Linked DNA regions of Rattus norvegicus: region 2 is linked to region 1. The links are chromatin contacts, called in public Hi-C maps. All regions are on one chromosome and are shown on one strand. Each heading gives the region's core, a stretch centred on a gene start, on an enhancer-like site or on the middle of the called end of the contact. The rest is flanking DNA. Distances are from core to core; before and after follow the strand shown. Region 1 has its middle 8.7 kb from the start of Lif. Region 2 overlaps Nf2 (NF2, moesin-ezrin-radixin like (MERLIN) tumor suppressor).

Region 1 (5,410 bases), core at 756-3,255:
TGTTTCTGCCTCTCACTGTCTGGCCCCTGTCCCTGGGAATCATAGGGCAGCCTCGTGTCATGAGGGCCACCGGCAGCTGGTTCCTTCCCCGCCCTACCCCTCCCACCCCGGCCACCCTGGATTTTTGGCACAGGGACAATGCTGATGTCAGAGCCGAGCTGTCAGCTTCCTTTCCCCACTGGGTTTTCCGAGAGAGAGAGAGAGAGAGAGAGAGAGAGAGAGAGAGAGAGAGAGAGAGACTGACTGTAGCACAGCTGCTATTAAATAACCACGAGTGTGTGTGTAAGGGGTGGGGGTGGGGGGTACTCATCGGTTTCCTGAACTTGGAGGCAATAAACAGAACAGGAAGCAACAGTGGACAGACACACAGGAAGCTGGAAGTTGGCCGCGGAGGTAGGGCCTGGCCTCATCTCTGTCCCCTCTTCTAGTCAAACTCACTAGGGCCACCTAACTGGACCAAGAGGTGACACTGGGGAGGTGGTCCAAGCCCTGTCTCAATGCTTGGTGCCAGGAAGACTTGAAAAAAGATCCCTCCCCCGCCAAGGATGTTAGGAAGGGGACATGTGAGGGAGAGAAAGAATGAAGGGTCCCATCCTGAGTGAGAATGGAGGAAGGGTTCCATCGTGAAATGAGGGTGGGAGAAAGACTCCTCAGGGCGAACTGTCTACTTTCTGGGAAGAAAAGAGTAAGTTTTGGACTCCTCAGGGACAGAAGCAGTTTGAGTTGCTGGGACAGTGGGACACAGCCAAGACTGGCTACCCTGTCAGGAAGCACAGCTTGGCTCTACTCTCACACCAGTCCTATACCCTGGAGCCTCTGCAGGCCTTCCAGGTCACAAGTCGGCATACCCACCAGCCTCAGGACCCCTCCCACTCCAAAAAGAGCATGCAGAATGCCCAAAAGACGTCCTAAGGACTCCAGCCCCACTCCCATTTCTCCTCTGACACACTTGGAAACTGAACTTGGGAGTTGAATTGTTCAGGGTCACAAAGGGTGCAAAGTTCTGCGTCCCTACCCCAGTCCACCCTCTCCGAAATAGGCCCAGGAAGTCTAATGGGTAGTTGGGGCAACTAGGAGATGCTCAGGGCAGTAAGATCTATCAGGGGCTCTGGGGCCAGTCATCCCAGGGGAGCACCCCCTTCTGCCTAGGTAGGCCAGGTGGCCAGCGCTTATCAGCCACAGGGCTCCATGACAAAAATCCGCTCTGATCTCCTGCCTAACTGGCCTCACCCTACCGCACCCCTGCATCCTGCTTCCGTTCCCTCTCTTTCCAGGTGAGACCTGTGCCTGGCATTTATCACAGTGGGTTCTGTGAGTCCCTCAGCTGTGGCATCTCCCCTGCGAAGACTTGAACCTGCAGACTGATAGGTGAAGACCGTCTTAGAGGGAAGATGGTTTTCTTTAACCTTAGCACCCCACCCCCACCAGACACAGACTCCTTGTCTATCTTTCCAAGCAGAGTGTGACTGTTAGCTGGAACAGAGGGGCCATGGACCCTGGAGTCTGTCAGACCTCCCTCAGATTCAGCTTTAGCTCTGTCACTTACAAGCCCTACCACCCAAGGCAGGTGGCTTCATCACTTAAACCTCAGTTACAATGTGTGCAAAATTGGTAACAGCGCCTTCAATCATAAGTTGGCAAAGCCACAGATACACCTTTATTACGGACACCTTTATCCGATACAGCTTCAAAGGTAAGACCCAGAGAGGGGATGCCACTTTCCCAAAGCCACACAGCAAGTCAGTAATCATATGTCCCGATGCTTGTCCTGGGCTGCCAAGGTGATGGGACTCCAGGTTTTCAAAACGAGTTTGCTTGTGAGGATTCAAAGAGGACTTATTCCTTGAAATCCCATTGCCTTGACTAGATCCAGTCATTGACTGTGGGGGTGTGGATGGGCTCCCTCAGTAACCTGGAAAACCGAGCTTAGGGTTCTTTGCCCTGTAAACGCTTAGCAGCTCCAAGCCCTGGTCAGCAGCGCCCCCTGCTGTCCAGAAGTAGCAGGTACAGTCGGCTCGCCGGCTCGCCGGCGCAGCCGGTACCAGTAGGAGGGTGGAGCTGTGTTGGCGGATTTGAGGAAGTGAGTGGGTGCCTGAGGTTCAGAATGGGGGTGGGCAGAGGCCATCCGCCAACACAGGGGAAGAAAGCTCCTCTTGAGGGCTTCCAGAGAAGCTTTGCCCTAACATCGGCAGGATGTAGCTCAAGAGATTGGCCACAAGGGGGTGCCAGAACCACATCTAGTGGTCAGTGAGGCACAGCCTTACCACGGTTCTGGGGGTAGCGGGTAGTGGCCTTTTCCTGGTCCCTGCTACCTGCTCCCACCTTGCCCTGACACTTCTTCCAGGCTATCCATTTTTCAGGGGGGCCACCCAGAGAAGGAAGATGAACTGCCTAAACTCACACAGCATGAACCAAATTCAACCCAGGGACACCTGGTTGTACAGACTGGTCACAGGCACCCCTTACTCCGTCCTGTCCCGGCACGGCATGACATGGACAGGATCCTGGGAACAATCTCCCATCTTTTTAGCAGCCCCTACCAGGTTTGGAGAAACAATGACAAGTTCGAGGTAAAGCCAGCCTCTCTTAATTTTGGATGCCAAGCCCCCAATGCAGGGCTCTACACAGACTTGATTTTTGTTTTCCTCTCTCTTTGTCACTGTCCTGGAGCTCGGATGCCCAGGTTCGAAGACCATCCAAGCTCTGATCTGGCTCAAGGTCAAAGGCAGACGAGTAATGACCTTGGCTGATCAAGCTCCCCAGGACACCCATGAAGGCCCCTGTAGACTGCTACAGCCTGTCATGGACAGGGACTGTCCTCAGACACTGCATCTATTGGAGGGTAAACGAGAGAGACCTCTGCAGGCTCAAAACTCACTGATCTGAAAATAAAGAAGGGAATCTGAAGTCCCTTGGGAATCCAGGAATCAAGACTACCTGTGGAATCAGGCTGACCCTACCACGATGGTAAAATGCAAGATTTGAACCCATGTGCTCTCTCCACTGTCCTTTACCCATCCTGTGAACTTTAACCCACAGGGCACTTTCACAGCTGGTCTTGCCAGCTTAGCCTGGACATCCTCCAAGAGAGTCTTCCAACCCTGTCTTACAACACATTCATTACAGATAAGGAGACAAAATCCTGGAGGGTTGTGTGGGCCAGCAGGTGCCCCTAATGCCCAGGGGAGCAATTGCTGGACCATCTACCCTCTTGAAGATAAGTGTGGGGAGCAGCGGTGCCCCTCCATACCACCCCTCAAGGGAATCCTACCGTGGTCTCGCAGCCCTCCACAGCTTGCACAGTTGTCCAGTCTTCAGGGCAACACCATCGTTGTTGGGCCCCTCTGCTTCCCTCTCCTGCTGAGACTTCTCTGGCGTTGGCTCCTCACCCTGCCCCCCACCTGACTTCCGTCTGAAGCTGGTGGCCTGAGGCTCCCCCCACTTCCACCCCACCCCCAAGCTGAGGACCAGAGAGGTAGACAGCCCACACCAGAGATGGAGCCCGACCCCAGGGTGGGAAAGGTGTTGCTGAGTTGCTGGTAGGAGAAACAGGGTTGGGTGTGGGGAGGGGGCGTCCCTGTACTTGATGCCCCTGGGCTGCGTGGCAAAGCCACTATGGCCTGAGTCACAGCTGACTGGGCCGCGCCTAGCCTGTCTGGGTGACCCAAGCCAGCATAAGGCAATGACTGGGCAGCTCTCCTCATGACCAGCTGGGGTCGACCTTAGGTGTTTTGACTCAGACCTGCCACGGGCTGTGTGCACAGCCACCATCCTCTCTGTCCCTGTCCCAAGAGCCTCAGGCCTATAGCTGCCCTTGTCCCACCCAGCCCCCACCTCATAACCCGGGGAGCTACCTGGCCCTTCTGATCTGCAATCAGCCCCAGGCTTCAGGGCCCCACCTGCTGTGGGACCTTCGGCCCTCCCTGGGCAAGCCCTGCCCTTGGGGACACTCCAGGAAGCAAGCTTTGTTGCTTGTGCTGAGGGCCTCTTGATCCACTGTGGACTGTGACCTTTTTCTTAGTGCTGCAAGGGGTTCTGTGGACTGCCCTGACGGGCCTGGTGTGGACAACCGGAAGATGATTGGGAACAGAGACTAAGAGAAGAGAGATACAGAAAAGAAAAAACAATAAGGGTGAGAGGGAGGGAGGGAGGGAAGGAGGAAAGTAGGGAAGGAGGGAGGGAGGGAGGGAAGGAGGAAAGTAGGGAAGGAGGGAGGGAGGGAGGGAAGGAGGAAAGTAGGGAAGGAGGAAGAGAGGGAGGGAAGGAGGGAGTGAGGGAGGGAAGGAGGAAAGTAGGGAAGGAGGGAGGGAGGGAGGGAAAGAGGAAAGTAGGGAAGGAGGAAGAGAGGGAGGGAAGGAGGGAGTGAGGGAGGGAAGGAAAAAAGAAAAGAAAAAAAGGAGAAGGTAAGGTATGAGGGGAGGGAGGGAAGGAGGGAGAGAAGGAGGCACTGTTTACAGTTTACAAACCTGCGTAGGACATACTAGCCTATAATTTCCCCAGGAAATCCCATCTTAGGGAAGTGAGCTCCAACAACACAGTGTGCAGAGAGAAAACTGTGGCTTGGCCTAAGAAGACAAGTAAGAGAAGGGCAGAGGCCAATTCATTTCACCTGCAAGGTCTTCCTTCCCCTCTCACTGAAGATAAATCAGGTTAAAGCTGGGATGCGGCTTGGCGGGGACATGGCCCGGGAATCCATTCTCTCTTTCACCTCCGCGGGGCCCTGGACATGCTACCAGGTGAAACATCTGTACTCACAAAGTCATTTTAAAAATTAAAACGGGGTGGAGGGTTGGAGAGACGGCTCAGTGGTTAAGAGCACTGACTGCTCTTCCAGAGGTCCTGAGCTCAATTCCCAGCAACCACATGGTGGCTCACAACCGTCTGTAATGAGATCTGATGCCCTCTTCTGGTGTGTCTGAAGACAGCGACAGTGGACTCACATACGTGACACAGGCTTTTAATTCCAGCACTCAGGAGGCAGGGGCAGGTTAATCTCTGTGTTATATGTGTATAGGTCAGTCTAGTCTACAGAGTGAGATCTAGGATAGCCAGGGCTACGCAGAGAAGCCTTGTCTCAGAAAACAACAATCCGGGACAGTAGTTAGCAAACGGCTCTGTGGGTAAAGTGCTTGATGCACAAGCAAAAGCCCCTGAGTTCAATTCTCTACATGGTAGCAGCCTGTGACCCCAGTCCTGGGAGGCACAGATAGATCTCGGATATACGTTGGCCAAGCAGCCTAGGCAAATGGTGAGTGTCAGATTCAATAAGAGATTGTAGTGTCCGGAAAAAGAAAGTGGATGAAGGGGTTGGGGATTTAGCTCAGTGGTAGAGCGCTTGCCTAGGAAGCGCAAGGCCCTGGGTTCGGTCCCCAGCTCCGAAAAAAAGAAGCAAAAAAAAAAAAAAAAAAAA
Region 2 (5,538 bases), core at 2,676-5,175, 570 kb before region 1:
GGCTTCTCTGGTTTTCAGGATGATGTGTTCTATCCTCCTGTGTGTGCTTGTGTAGCTTAGAGTCTAAATCCACATTTTAGGAATACTTTTAGTATACAGAAAATTGTTAGTAGTGCTGGCTTCAAGAAGTCAGCTTGTTTTTATTGTGTTGGAGAGGGAAACCTACCATAGGCAAGCCCTCCTCTTTCTCTGAGTGACATCTCAGGTCTTAAACCTAAACTATAATAGTAGAGGGTTCTGAGAGGCTCAGTCTGCTTGTCCCAGTCGAGTCTCTGGCACCACTAGGTGGAGACAGAGACCGAGTTTGCTAAGACTTTTTTTTCCCTCTGCCTATTCGGGCCAAATAAGGGAAATTCACAGAAACTCTTTGTCATCTTGTTACCTACGGTCTTCGGACTCCAGTAGTTTGTTAGTGTGACTTTCAGATAACACTGAATCAAAGTAATTATGTATGGAACAGGAATTGTGGATAGGTCTGCCATTGTAAATTCCCCAGCAGTGCCTTTATCTGCTATTTACTCTTGCTGATTTCTGATTAAGTCAGTTTCATAAATATTTTTGCTAAAGTCTTCAGACCTTAGTACTTCTCACCCTTCTACAGAACTTTTTATCAACTCTACCCATTACTGTACTTTAGTATTGCTAAGGTCAATGTTAAATCTTAGAATCAGTGACTGGAGAGATGGCTCAGTGGTTAAGAGCCCTGGCTGCTCTCCCAGAGGTCCTGAGTTCAATTCCCAGCAACCACATGGTGGCTCTCAACCATCTGTAATGAGATCGAATGCTTTCTTCTGGTGTGTCTGAACACAGCTACAGTGTACTCATCTACATACATACATACATACATACATACATCTTCAAAAAAACTTTAAAAAAATCTGAGAATCAGAGACAGAATGTTTAAATTTTCTGGGTGCTGCATGAACTGGTTTTCATGAACTGATTCTGTTATCCAGTAGTTTGTTTGAAGGGCCGGAATGCTCTAGATTGGACCCATGCCTACCTAACTGTTGCTTTACTACTGAGTTTTGTCCCAATTACTACTGAGATGTTTTGTTTGTTTATTTGTTTAGGCTTTATTTTTGGTTCTTTGTGAATGTCACATTATATGCCTCAGTCCTACTCATCTCTTCTCCCTTTGTACCTGCTCTCTGCTTTTGCAACCTCCCCTCCAACAGAGAAAACAGATCTTATTGTGGAAGTTGTAGTGTGTCACAATGAATCCCACAGTATGTCCTTTTGTCCATACTTCTTTGCTTACAAATGTTCATTGCAATGACTTGGTCTGGTATGAGGCCTCTGGCTCCTGCTACTCGTTGAGTACTGGATCCTCACTGGGACTCTTCTCGGATATCCTGTTGTTGCCCTGTCATGGATTTTCTGCAGTTTTGGATCTGTAGGACCAGCCCCTTCATGTACTCCAGCAGTTAATTCATTGATGGGGTAGATGTTGGGTAGGTCATTTCAAAGCCCTGTGTCTGGACCTGAGAGGTGTCTGAGCTGGTCAGCCCACCAGCTCTCCTGCCCTTGGGGTCAGCTTATCCTCAGCTCCCACATCCAGGGCCAGCTCTACTGTGCTGCTCTGGTGAGGTGCAGGTCACTGAGAGGTTTTTTTTTTTTTTTTTTTTTTCTTTTTTCTTCTTTTTTTTTTTTTTTCTCAGAGCTGGGGACCGGACCCACACTGAGAGGTTTTTAAGTACTAGAGATTGAACCCTCGGCCTTGAGCATGCCTGATAATTGCTCTTCCACTGAGCTATATCTCTAGTCCTTTATTAATTTTACTTTTTATTTGGAAGATAGGGGTGTCAATAGTGGTTGTCTAAATAAGCCTTGAACTTATAATCTTCCTGCCTCAGCCTCCCCAATACATGCCATTGTGAGAGAGGTCTGGCTTAGGAGCTTTTTTTTTTTTTTTTTTTTTTTTTTAAATTTACAATATCCGAGAAGGAATAACCATTTAGATAATATTTTGCCATGGGTTGGTTGTATTTGATAGTCTGATAATTTTGCCTAATGTTGAGGCACATGAAATTTTGCCTTGTTGAAGCTAGATAGATGTTTCTGTGACTAGGAGTGCTGGCTACTCTTCCAGAGGACTCCAGTTTAATTCCTAGCAGCTACATGGTGGTTCACAACCATCTGTAATTCTAATTCCAGGGGATCTGATGCCCTTTTACAGGTACAGGAGTATGTGCAGGGAAAATACCCTTCACGTAATTTTATTTATTTATTTATTTATTTATTTATTTATTTATTTATTTATTTATTTATTATATATAAGTACACTGTAGCTGCCTTCAGATACACCAGAAGAGGGCATCAGATCTCTTTACAGATGGTTGTGAGCCACCATGTGGTTGCTGGGAATTGAACTCATGACCTCTGAAAGAGCAGTCGGGTGCTCTTAACCGCTGAGCCATCTCTCCAGCCCTTCTTTTCTTTTTTATTTGCAGGGGAGAGTCTGAACAATACACATCATGCATGTATTTATTTATTTATTTATTTATTTATTTATTTATTTATTTATTTATTTTAGCTTTTTGAGACAGGTTTTCTCTGTAACCCTGGCTGTCCTGGAACTCACTCTGTAGACCAGGCTGGCCTTGAACTCAGAGATCCACCTGCCTCTGCCTCCTGGGTGCTGGGATCAAAGGTGTGCACCACCACTGCCTGGCTCTCCCAATTTCTTAAAATTAAATTAAATGTAAAAAAAAATGAGCGTTGTATCTTTTTTCCTGTTTTTGTTTTGTTTTGCTCAGTCTCGTAGCTCAGGCTGGCTTCAGGGTGTCCTTTATCGTTCTGCCTCAGCCTCCTGGCGAGTGTTAGGGATACAGGCATCAACACCTCTTCTGGCTTAGGCTTATGTTTTATCAGTACCAGACAATCCTTACAATAGTAAGGATTGTTATTTTCGGTATGTTAAGTATTGTAATCATTGCTAATTGCATATTCTCCACAGCATGTTATTTGATGAAAATTTTACTTTTCAGCAGTATTTATAATTACCATTTTTGTTGAATTAGAGAGTTCATAATACAGTCTATGCAGTCAGGGTTTTTCTTTTTCTTTTCTTTTGAGAATGTGTCTCATGTATCTCAGGCTGGCCTTGAATTCATAATGTAGCTAAGGTTGGCTCAAACTCTATTTTCTTTATTTAAAAAAAATATGTACATTTTTATGTATATATATGTGAGGGTGTCAGGTCCCATGGAAGTGGGATTACAGACAGCTGTGAGCTGCCATGTGGGTACTGGGAACTGAACCCAGGTTCTCTGAAGAACAGCCAGTGCTCTTGTTTTTTTCTTTTTTTTTTTTTTTTCTTTTCGGAGCTGGGGACTGAACCCAGGGCCTTGTGCTTGCTAGGCAAGCGCTCTACCACTGAGCTAAATCCCCAACCCCACAGCCAGTGCTTTTTTTTTTTTTTTTTTTTTTTTTGGTTCTTTTTTTCCGGAGCTGGGGACCGAACCCAGGGCCTTGCGCTTCCTAGGTAAGCGCTCTACCACTGAGCTAAATCCCCAGCCCCACAGCCAGTGCTCTTAACCTCTGACCCATCTCTCTAGTCCCTGTTGGCTGAAATTCTTGATCCACCTGTGATGGGATTACAGGTGTACAATACCATTCTAGCTATATAATCCACTTCCGCTTGTGAGCCATAAGGATCATATTAGCAGAGCCCAGTGTAAGGGAAAACGTTCCAGAAAGTACACATCAATGAAGCATTAAGTATTAGTTACATTCTTAGAAATGATTTTAAGTGACCAGAATGGGTTGTTAAAAGATTGACAGAAAATTATTCCAACAATGAAAAAAGTACTATCTGATTTACACAAAAGCATCTCAAACTCGTGGACTCAGAGGGTGACCACTTGATGACTGCAGAGGTTGAACCCTGGAAGAGGTTAAGTGACTTACTCAACACAGCGGGTTGAAGTGTTTATGGCTGTTTGACAGAGCTATGATTGCTCTCATGTTGTGAGCTAACATCCTCAGATGGATACTGTCTTCTTGGCTTTTGGAGGACAGGCTCTATCTTGCTTTTAAAACTCTATAATTGTTTCCTTTTTGCTTTGTCATCTGTTTGTTATCTGACTTTGAAACAAGTACATCCCCCTTGCTCCAGCACAAAATCTTGAGGTTACACAGTCATGGGGGAGTTAGGCCTACTTAAACTAGGTCACTGAAGTCACAGGTTGGTTGTGGTGGTAGGAGGAAAGATCTGGAATATTGATCTCTGGGCTCACTGCTGATCCAGTAGTCACTCTCCATTTGGGTAGGGAAGATGCCAGCAATCACAAAGACTTTTACTCCCTAAAAACCAGTAACTTATTTTGTTTTGAAAGACTAAAGACTGAATCAGAGTTTAAAACCTATATTTTGTGGCTTCCTAAAGTGCTGTGAATTGTTTCTTCCTAGTAGTGCCTTTTGTTCTGTGGAAAATTTTCTTCTTTGGTTCTTTGAGGTTTAGATTTCTTTGCTAAGGTATTTTTAGAAAAAGGGAAACAGTATGTGTCACCAAAGGGGGAAATATGTATCTTAAGGCCTAGTTGTGTAATTAGAATTTTAATAAGGAGTGTCATAAATTCTTGCTTCATTGCAATCATTACTTAGGAGTGTTCTACTCAGAAGCTCATCTAGCTATCATCATCATTATCATCAGCATCACCAGCCAACCACAGCACTTATGGAGTGTCCACAGATTGTGCAGCGCTTGTTTATATTCTGAGAGACTTAAAGTAAGAGTGTGCGTGCGTGTGTGCGTGCGTGTGTGCGTGCGTGCGTGCGTGCGTGCGGCATACCCTTGGCTTTAAAGAATTGGTGGTCTGTAGAAGAACTGGAGAAAAGACTGGAATCTTGGGAGAAGATAAGCTGATTTTTCCAATATGTGAAATACGTACTAACTTTTGCATGATTTTGGGTGGATGGTGAAAAGAATTGAATAGTTCTTAAAAAGGTGTAGACGCATGTAGCTTTGCTGACTGGGGTATGTGTAGACTGAGTTATAATAAGGTCAGATAATTGGTTGAAGGAGAGAAAATGCAATTGCTGGAAAGCCTTGCAGCAAATAGTCCCCAGCTCCAAAAAAAAAAAAAATAGTTTATATATACTGAGCACAATAACAGATGATTGGAGGACTGGAAGAAGAAATTAATTGCTAGAGTTGATTATAGCAGAACCTGACAGGGTAGGAGATTGGGAGTAGGCTCGTTTGTTTTTGGTTATTTGGTTGGTTTTTAAGACAGGGTTTCACTATGTAGTTGGTCCTAGTTGTCCTGAACTCGTTTTATAGACCAGCCTGGCCTTGAACTCACAGAGATCCACCTACCTTAAGTGCTAGCTAGTATTAAAGGCATGCTCCACAGCCACCAGGCTAGATTGGTGAATTTTTAAAATTGTCTTTTTTTTTTTTTCTGCAAAGAGAGAGTTTTAGCTTGTGATAAGGGATATAGGCTTCAGGACTGCAGAGCAGCCAGAGCAAATCAGATTTTCTGTTTTGTTCTTGTTTCTATTTGTAGGATTCCTTGTTCCCTATGGTGAGTA

What was found. A called contact is a pair of places that touch in the nucleus more often than the background predicts.
Region 2: a Hi-C map of the A7r5 cell line shows a contact between it and region 1, with 7 times the contacts expected there. The contact joins two enhancer-like sites. A contact is called at or near these places in 2 of 12 Hi-C or Micro-C datasets (the A7r5 cell line and Schwann cells).

Annotation. Positions count from the first base shown.
Region 1 is chr14:83,346,731-83,352,140 of GRCr8, reverse strand. No RefSeq gene overlaps it. Among named protein-coding and RNA genes, the nearest start is that of Lif, 8.7 kb to the left of the region's middle. Within about 2 kb of position 2,005, at least 22 of the 93 cell types and tissues checked have an H3K27ac peak or open chromatin away from gene starts, as enhancers often do. A contact at or near this core is called in the A7r5 cell line, where this site is marked.
Region 2 is chr14:83,916,973-83,922,510 of GRCr8, reverse strand. All of the region lies in intron 1 of Nf2 (NF2, moesin-ezrin-radixin like (MERLIN) tumor suppressor), which reads left to right. Among named protein-coding and RNA genes, the nearest start is that of Nf2, 14 kb to the left of the region's middle. Within about 2 kb of position 3,925, at least 5 of the 93 cell types and tissues checked have an H3K27ac peak or open chromatin away from gene starts, as enhancers often do. A contact at or near this core is called in the A7r5 cell line, where this site is marked.